Linked DNA regions of Oncorhynchus mykiss: region 2 is linked to region 1. A link is a contact called in public Hi-C data. All regions are on one chromosome and are shown on one strand. Each heading gives the region's core, a stretch centred on a gene start, on an enhancer-like site or on the middle of the called end of the contact. The rest is flanking DNA. Distances are from core to core; before and after follow the strand shown.

Region 1 (4,290 bases), core at 1,052-3,551:
CTGGCCTACACACAATAGCCAATAATGTCCAAGTGGAATTATGTTTTTTTTTTAAATGTTTACCCCACACATACAATTATCTGCAAGGTCCCTCAGTCGAGCAGTGAATTTCAAGCACAGATTCAACCACAATGACTAGGGAGGTTTTCCAATGCCTCACAAAGAAGGGCACCTACTGGTAGATGGGTAAAAATGAAAAAGTCTGACATTGAATATCCCTTTGAGCATGGGGATGTAATTAATTACCCTTTGGACGGCGTATCAATACACCCAGTCACTACAAAGATACAGGCGTCCTTCCTAACTCTGTTGCCGGAGAGGAAGGAAACCGCTCAGGGATTTCACCATGAAACCAATTCTAACTATAAAACTGTTACAGAGTTTAATGGCTGTGATAGGAGATAACTGAGGATGGATCAACAACATTGTAGTTACTCCACAATACTAACCTAAATGACAGAGTGAAAAGAAGGAAGCCTGTACAAAATAAATAATATTCCAAAACATGCATCCTGTTTACAACAAGGCACTAAAGTAATACTGCAAAAAATGTGGCAAAGCAACTTATTGTTCTGAATACAAAGTATTATGTTTGGGGCAAATCCAGCAAAACACATTACTGAGTACCATTCCACATATTTTCAGTGGTGACTGCATCATGTTATGGGAATGCTTGTAATCGGCAAGGAGAGGGGAGTTTCAGAACAAAAAAGAAACAGAATGGAGGAAAAATCCTAGTGGAAAACCTTGTTCAGTCTACTTGATGGCACAAGGCCAAATCTACACTGAAGTTGCTTTCCAAGAAGACACTGAATGTTCCTGAGTGGCCGAGTTACAGTTTTGACTTACATCTAATAGAAAATCTATGCCAAGACCTCAAAATGATTGTCTAGCACTGCTCTTAGAAACTTGCCCAGAAAGACTCACAGGTGCATTCGCTTCCAAAGGTGCTTCTACAAAGTATTGACTCAGGGGTATGAATACTTATGTAAATTAGATATTTCTGTATTTCATTTTCAACAAATGTGCAAATATTTCTAAAAACATGTTTTCACTTTGTCATTATGGGGTATTGTGTGTGTTTAATCAATTTAGAATGCAGGCTGTGTGTATTAAAGTGTGTATTAAGTAAAGGAGTATGAATATTCTCAAGGCACTGTGTGTGTGTGTGTGTGTGTGTGTGTGTGTGTGTGTGTGTGTGTGTGTGTGTGTGTGTGTGTGTGTATGTGTGTGTGTATGTGTGTGTGTGTGTGTGTGTGTGTGTGTGTGTGTGTGTGTGTGTGTGTGTCCATGCATGTGCGTATATTTGTGGTTCAGGTGCAGGCAGTAGAGGTGTGACAGGCCACATTATCACTGTGTTTGGTATTTTCCTGCCTTGCATTCCCTCCCTCGTTAATGGTGATAGACAGAGTGATTGAGTGATGGACACCCACTTAATTGCCACCTGCTGTCTCTGGCCTATGAGCCAGCTAGGTAGGTGGGGAGGGTAATGGCTGAAGAGGAGGATAAATATGATGCATCTCCTAGAGGACAAAAATACATGCCTCTGAACAGCTAATGTACTGAATGCTTATTAAGCTATAATTATACGTGGACATCATTTGGCATCAGTAAGTGTGTGTGTGTGTGTGTGTTTATACACCTATGCGTGTGTATGTGTGTTTATGCGTGTGTGCTCCCAAAAGCACATGTGGGTGTATGGTGGGTAGCTGAGATTTGCAGTAATAACCCGGGATAGGGAGTGAGGAGACAGGAAGAGGAAATACAGTTCACTGGCCGCCCACTACTTCCTGTGTCTCTGTCGCCTACTCATTCAGCCCACGGACCAGCACTGCATCTAAAACCAGTTTGTTTGGAGGCACTGAGATAGAGATACGATAGAAGCTCTAAGACAAACATAGTGAGAGAAGGCTTTGGAATGCTCCTTCTGAGGAAACAATGGCTCTGTCTGTCATGTCACTGCAGCAAGATTATGCAAGAAAAAACGATCCATTCCAGATCAGATGATCTCTGGCTAGATCTGTACGCTGAGTCACTAGGATTCATAAATACTGTTATGAGCAACATTACAGATAAGTTAAAGTCATGTAACCTGAATGTTTTTTATCTGTCACTTGTCTCAAGCTTGTCTCAAAGTACATCCCAATAAAACAGTCTGGACTTCCAAGGAAAAAGCGAAGATCTATTTTATGGCAGAGCTGGAGTAGCGCTTAGTGTCCACCAGGGGTCCTCCACTCATTAGCTGATGATTGTGACTGTCCTCTCTATCCCGAGAGAGAGAGCAGCTGATCTGTTCACTGTGACTGAACTGCAGCACATCTCTATCCAGTGACCCCAGTATAGAGCAGCTGTCTGAGGCACATTTCAAACCCTCTGCCCCCTTCAAGGCTCCAGACAACCATGCAGTCCAGTGACCCACTTACACTTACTGGAGCGGAGTAGCCGCTCCAGTAAGATGGGAATGGCTGATAAAACATATCTCTCTGGCAGAGTCTAACGAATAGCGAACCCTTGCCCTTTCGGGCTCCCACATCCCCATTGAACCTTCCGCCCACTCACTGAGGAATGTGGAGAGAGCAGGGAGGGGATACAGGGAGGAGGGGAGGGAGGCGGCAGGGGAGAAAGGGATACAGAAAATGGGAGGAGAGGAATAGCGATGGGAAAGAGAGGGGGGAGAAAGCTAGAGGGAAGGAAGAAAGAAAGAAAGGGAGGCAAATTATGAAATATGTTCATGTTATGCCAAGCTCTGATGCCTGAGCCATCTCATCTCATGGTATCTGCTTGCTGGGTCATGTTATGTCAGCCCAGGGCCTGTATGTTTTACTGTGTGTCCCCCAACAGAGATTTCTGTAGGCCTACATGGCCATATTTGGGTTGAGAGCATCCCCTGGTGTTTACTGAACAGGTGGACATTACAGAAGAAAATGGTCGCCCAGGATGTCAAACACCCACGCTGACAAACACCCTGTTGTGAATCATAGGCCTGTACAATGTGTCACTGTCTGTGTGGAATGATGTTTACCTGGAATACAACAATGGAATGCCCACTGAGCACAACACATCATTTCAATGTGAAGAATTGGGTTATATTTGATAGATACGTTGATGAGATTCTAACCTATTTTCACCTACTCAAAAACAGCCAAAAGTTTGTTGAATTTCCCTATGCTTTCAACCATCTTAAAGCATAACCAAATTCCAATGGAAATTGAAAAGCACACCAAAGATTAAATAAGAATACTATGTCAGATATTTTGTTTATTTATTCAACTTAATGTGTTATCACTGTACCTCATCTAATAGCACAAACAAATGACCTGGATTGCAGTTGAGATGACATTAAAAGTACATGGTCCAAGTGATCAAGACGTTTTGCAGATTATTATAGCAATTGACCTGTGACCCTGAATATGCACACTTTCTATGGTTACGTAAGAAGACATTTATTGTTATCGTAACCTCAAGATGTGGCCATGAATGTGTTGCTCGTTTTAATGGTTCGATAAATACTGTTACATTATTTTGTAAGATAGCCTTAACTTTAGGCTATTGACTCCCTTACAAAAGTAATATTGAATTGTGTTTGGTTGACAACGCAAACAAATATGAACATTTAAAGGAGCTGTATCTGTTGCTTGGATAGTTCCATCAGGGCCACTGACTTAATCGTATTCTTTGACTTTTATTTTTAGTTGAGATGTAGATGTGAATCCAACATATCATTTGTTAACTTGTCGACAATGATGCTACCATGATGACATAATCCTGTGGATATAACCCTCAAAACAACAGTTTACGTTGATAACTTTTTTCCAAATCCAACATATTTTCCACATAGATTCCATGTCACAATACGTTGACAAATTACGTTGAAACTACGTTGATTCAACCCGTTTGTACCCAGTGGGAGGTGACACCTGTGAAGAGGTTACAAAGCTTTGGGAATGAGGATAGTGGAGAAACACAGAGACTGTGGGTTGTGAGAGGAGGTGTGTTAATGACCAAAGTTGAACTAGCCTTATATATCACAGGGCAGCCTCATCTGAACGGCCTCGCTGTGTTGTAACTAGCAGCAAAACAAACCTTTTTTTATGACTCATGACATCATACACACCCTGAAGTGTTTGATTAACTTTGTTTTTCTCACCTCTTGTCAACAAGGCGCTTATATCCACTCTCTCTTTGCCAACTGGGCAACAGTTCTTCAAAGCACATTGGGAATGCTGAAAAAAGGGCTTGGTATGGGCAGAACGGCGCTCATTGAATGTGGAATTCCACTGCCGTCACGGC
Region 2 (4,263 bases), core at 1,760-4,259, 170 kb after region 1:
GGAGTCAAGTTGACAGTGTGTGCCCTCCTTGGGCGGGGACAAAGAGAGAGAACGAGCACCTCTATGATGAACGTGTATAATTGGCTAATGTGGATGTGAATGAACAACATGGCCTTGGGGACATTTCATACACACTGACATGTTTTGACTGACATTTGGGCCAATGCTGTGCAATACACTAATGTTGAGGAAGGGATTTGGACATTTCATGGAAGGTTTACTTCATAGCTTTACAAAGGTCTGACTGAGGAGAGCTGTACACAGTTATCGTCTTTATAAAGGGCACTGGGATTGGCAAAGGGCTCCTGTTGGGTTTCAATCAATCAATGACTGACTGGCTCTGCATGGGCTCAATGAGCCTGCCAATAACACCTCTCTAGCCTGGCTTTCCCAATCACGTGAGTCTTCCTGTAAGCCTAATCTAGAGAATGGCTTAAAACGAATGTTGGGGATGGGCAGTTCTTAAATTGGGTAGGCAGCCAGTTAAGGCTAGGCGAAGATTTTATTTCTGATGGACAGCCATTAATGAGCATGAACCGGAATACTTTTTCCACAATTGAAGCATTAGAAAACAGAGGTCATCCCTATGCCAGTCTTCCTGACCAGCTCTAACACACCTGGTAAAACAAATCACGCTCCAACTAGCTACTATGATTAGCCTAGTTGATAACTAGAGTCAGGGTGTGTTGATGGCACAAGCCTGCTCACCCTGTGGTTCTCAAGGACCAGAGTTCCCCACCCGTTACCATAGAAATACTACATCGGTCTATAGGAGTTGGTGATACTTACAGCCACATCCAGCTGGTCCAAGGGGAAGGCCTCCTCAGCCAGCAGCTGCACTGAGGAGTCTGCGTTCACTGTGATTGACCCGCTGCTCACTGCAAAACATACACAGCATCTGTGAATATACATACCTCCCTGTTCCACCCAGCAGTAGGACTACACTATTGAAGTTAATTAATAAAGTTCAGTGCAGCCATTTTGTTTTAGTTGATTTCAAAATCAGGGAAGTAGCCTACAATTTGAGTGTTACACTAAAAAGTGAGATCTCTCAGTCTAGGACACAGTCATCATTATCCTCACAAATCGAGACAGGGCTGACCCCTGCTGGATAGTCAATATTAGTGGCAAGATATTGATATGGAACTGACCCTTGCAATCTATTAATAGGAATTTCAACATTGAAAGCATGTGCAAGTATTGTCCCCATTTGATACATTTTACATTAAGTTAATTCACTTTGAAACGATTGCTTTTAGTAACCAGAGTTTAGTATCGTCCAAATTACATATAGGCCCACTACTGGTATTTCCACATTTCCTGATACAATATGGCTGCCAGGGTAAATATCTAGCCATAGTGAATCAAATACAGTTCTTGACGGTGACACCACTGAAGTCTCTTTTCACATAAATATCAGAGGTCAGACACTGTCCTACCATTTCATAAAGGATGATTAAAAAGTGGTATTTTCACAATGTTGCTACACCTATCCAACACCAACCATTTTAGATGTAGCCTAGGCAAGGACCTAGAGGTTAGGGGAAAGGCTTAGGGGTTGATTTGGGATTGAGCAATTCTGAACCAGGATCCTCTCTCAGGTACGGTACGACAGAGGTCATGAGACCCGCCCACTATTCCATCTACATGATCAAGCCACATCTTACCAAAGAATTTAGCTGCGGAGCCATCATCGTTGAACACTGTGACCACGCCAGGCCTGAGGACCTGCAGCGTGGGGACGTGAGCAGGGAGGATACCAAAAGCACCAGTCAGTGTGGGCACATCAACCTGTTTCACACTGGCCTCCTTGAAGTACACCTGGGAGAAGGAGAAACATAAGCAGACATTACTGTACTTGACTGTTATCACCTTTCAGATGAGAATTGAAGTGGGATGTTTCAATATTATCTGTGGAAATATACACAATCTGTGCATGCAGTACTAGATTGTTGTTTCTAATGAAGTATATGCATGTTTACTGAGGTGTTATGTTACTCCACTTTGAGGTCCTGGTGCATTGCAGATAGTTATGATGTTAATATGCTATTACTGCCTGACAGGTTAAATAGCAAGTGCATACTTCTCTCTTCAATTCATCTTTAGAGTTGACTGTTGAGTTATGTAGTTAGCTAGGTACGACATTATGTATCCAACGAAGCTAGCAAATAGCGTACTGTCAGACGCAAAGTGTACGGTTCAATTATACATAGCTTGCAGAATAGCTATACGTGTGGCTAAAAAGGTGCAGTCCGCACAAGACTGAATGCCAACGAGTTAGTAATAACGTTACTTTCTGATTTAATAACTGTTGAATAGTATTCCCTTTCTATTCTCAAGGTGACAGAATGACAGAAACTGCAAGGCCCTGTGACCAAACATTTTTGGTAGCTAACGTTAGCTAGCTAAAGTAGTTAACAATTGAAAGCCAGCAAGTGGCAACACTGACAGTAGGACTGTCAAAGTGGCTAGCTTTGTAGGCTTGGTTGGAAAATCCATGCTCGACCGTCCCTTTTTACAATTATGTGCACCAGACTGGTGACAAGTTCAAGCCAACTAAGACTGGTGACAGGTTCAAGCGAACTAACCACGCCTAAGCATATAGGTACATTTTGATAATATTTACATGAATAACTAGCAAAGTGCATAGGGTTTTCATAATGCCTATTAAAATGAGGAGCTAGCGATCTAGACAACTTACTACGTTAGTAGGCCCAAAAGCCTTGCCAACCCCGGATTCGCTTACCTGCGTTGGAGACGCAAATGTGAAGGACATCTGGGAAGAGCCTGAGGGTGCGTCGGCGTAACATCTTGCTTGCCTCAATACAGGAATAGAGCGACGGAGAAACCTTGCTGCCATCATTTTTGTGGAATAAATCTAACTCAGGTTCAACCCGAAACGAAAGGATCCCCTAGCCCTTGTGTGAAGTCAGTCAAACAGTGTGCGCCTGATAGGACAAGGACGTTGGTAACCTACCCACAATTCCTTATGAGTGCTCAAAGCATGAAGGGAAATGTAGTTATTTTCCAGAAGCGACGCATTCAATCCAAAAATTAAGTGTTTCATCTGAAATCAGTGTTTCGTTTAAAATCTTTAAAAATAAATAAGTTATATTTTGTGTATATTCTGCTATTGTAAATAACCAGAATAAGTATATGCTTATTTATGGTCGTGTGAAACATCTCATACTTTACTGCCAGAGTGTGGCACTGTTAGAATGTAAACAATTATCAGCTGTTGTTTAGTGCTATCCTCACCCTAACCTATCTCAGATAGGGGGGAGTGAGGCCTAAGAGGGTTGAATAAATCAGCAACAAATGTAAACTTCAGTGGGGTGAAGTCCCAAGGATTCCGCTTTTCATCCTTGATCGATCATCAGGTGTTGGTTGACCCATCAAGGTGGTTGATGCTGATTTATAAAACCCTCTTAGGCCTCACTCCCTCCTATCTAAGATATTTACTGCAGCCGTCGTCCTTCACATACAACAACCGTTCTGCCAGTCACATTCTGTTAAAGGTCCCCAAAGCACACACATCCTTGGGTCGCTCGTCTTTTCAGTTCGCTGCAGCTAGCGACTGGAACGAGCTGCAACAAGCGCTCAAACTGGACAGTTTTACCTCAGTCTCTTCATTCAACGACTCAACCATGGACACTTACTGACAGTTGTGGCTTTTTGCGTGATGTATTGTTGTCTTTACCTCCTTGCCCTTTGTGATGTTGTCTGTACCCTGTTTTGTGCTGCTACCATGTTGTGTTGTCATGTGTTGCTGCCATGTTACGATGTCGTCTTAGGTCTCTCTTTATGTAGTATTGTGTTGTCTCTTGTCGTGATGTGGGGTTTGTCCTATATATTTAATTTGTTTTATATTTAATCCCAGGCCTCGCTCCTGCAGGAGGACTTTTGCCTTTTGGTAGGCCTTCATTGTAAATTATTTGTTTTTAACTGACTTGCCTTGTTAAAGAAAATCATAAGTTAGCTTGTGATAGCCTACTGATCTGTCTTACCAGATGTTAGTAAATAATATAGAGCTGCAAGCAGGCCTACCCACCATGGGTGCTCAAATGGCCTACATTAAAGTAGTCTACTACATAAGAATGTTCAGAACATAACCTTATCATCCAGAAGACCTTTTCACTTTTCATCTTGTCAATCTGTATATACCTCTTCAATTAATTAATGAACCGATTCTTCATTCCAAACATAATATGAATTTAGGTGTACCTATTTTCATTATGTTCCACCAGAAGCCTATTCATAACA

Evidence for each region. A called contact is a pair of places that touch in the nucleus more often than the background predicts.
Region 2: a Hi-C map of liver shows a contact between it and region 1, with 2.9 times the contacts expected there. The contact joins the promoter of atp5f1d here to the enhancer-like site in region 1. A contact is called at or near these places in 2 of 3 Hi-C or Micro-C datasets (blood and liver).

What each region holds. Positions count from the first base shown.
Region 1 is chr5:62,107,485-62,111,774 of USDA_OmykA_1.1, forward strand. No RefSeq gene overlaps it. Among protein-coding and RNA genes, the nearest start is that of cirbpb, 18 kb to the left of the region's middle. Within about 2 kb of position 2,302, at least 4 of the 11 cell types and tissues checked have an H3K27ac peak or open chromatin away from gene starts, as enhancers often do. A contact at or near this core is called in liver, where this site is marked.
Region 2 is chr5:62,278,730-62,282,992 of USDA_OmykA_1.1, forward strand. It overlaps atp5f1d (ATP synthase subunit delta, mitochondrial), which reads right to left and starts at 3,010. Exons shown (of 6, transcript XR_002473568.2): 1 at 2,747-3,010; 2 at 1,668-1,821; 3 at 790-878.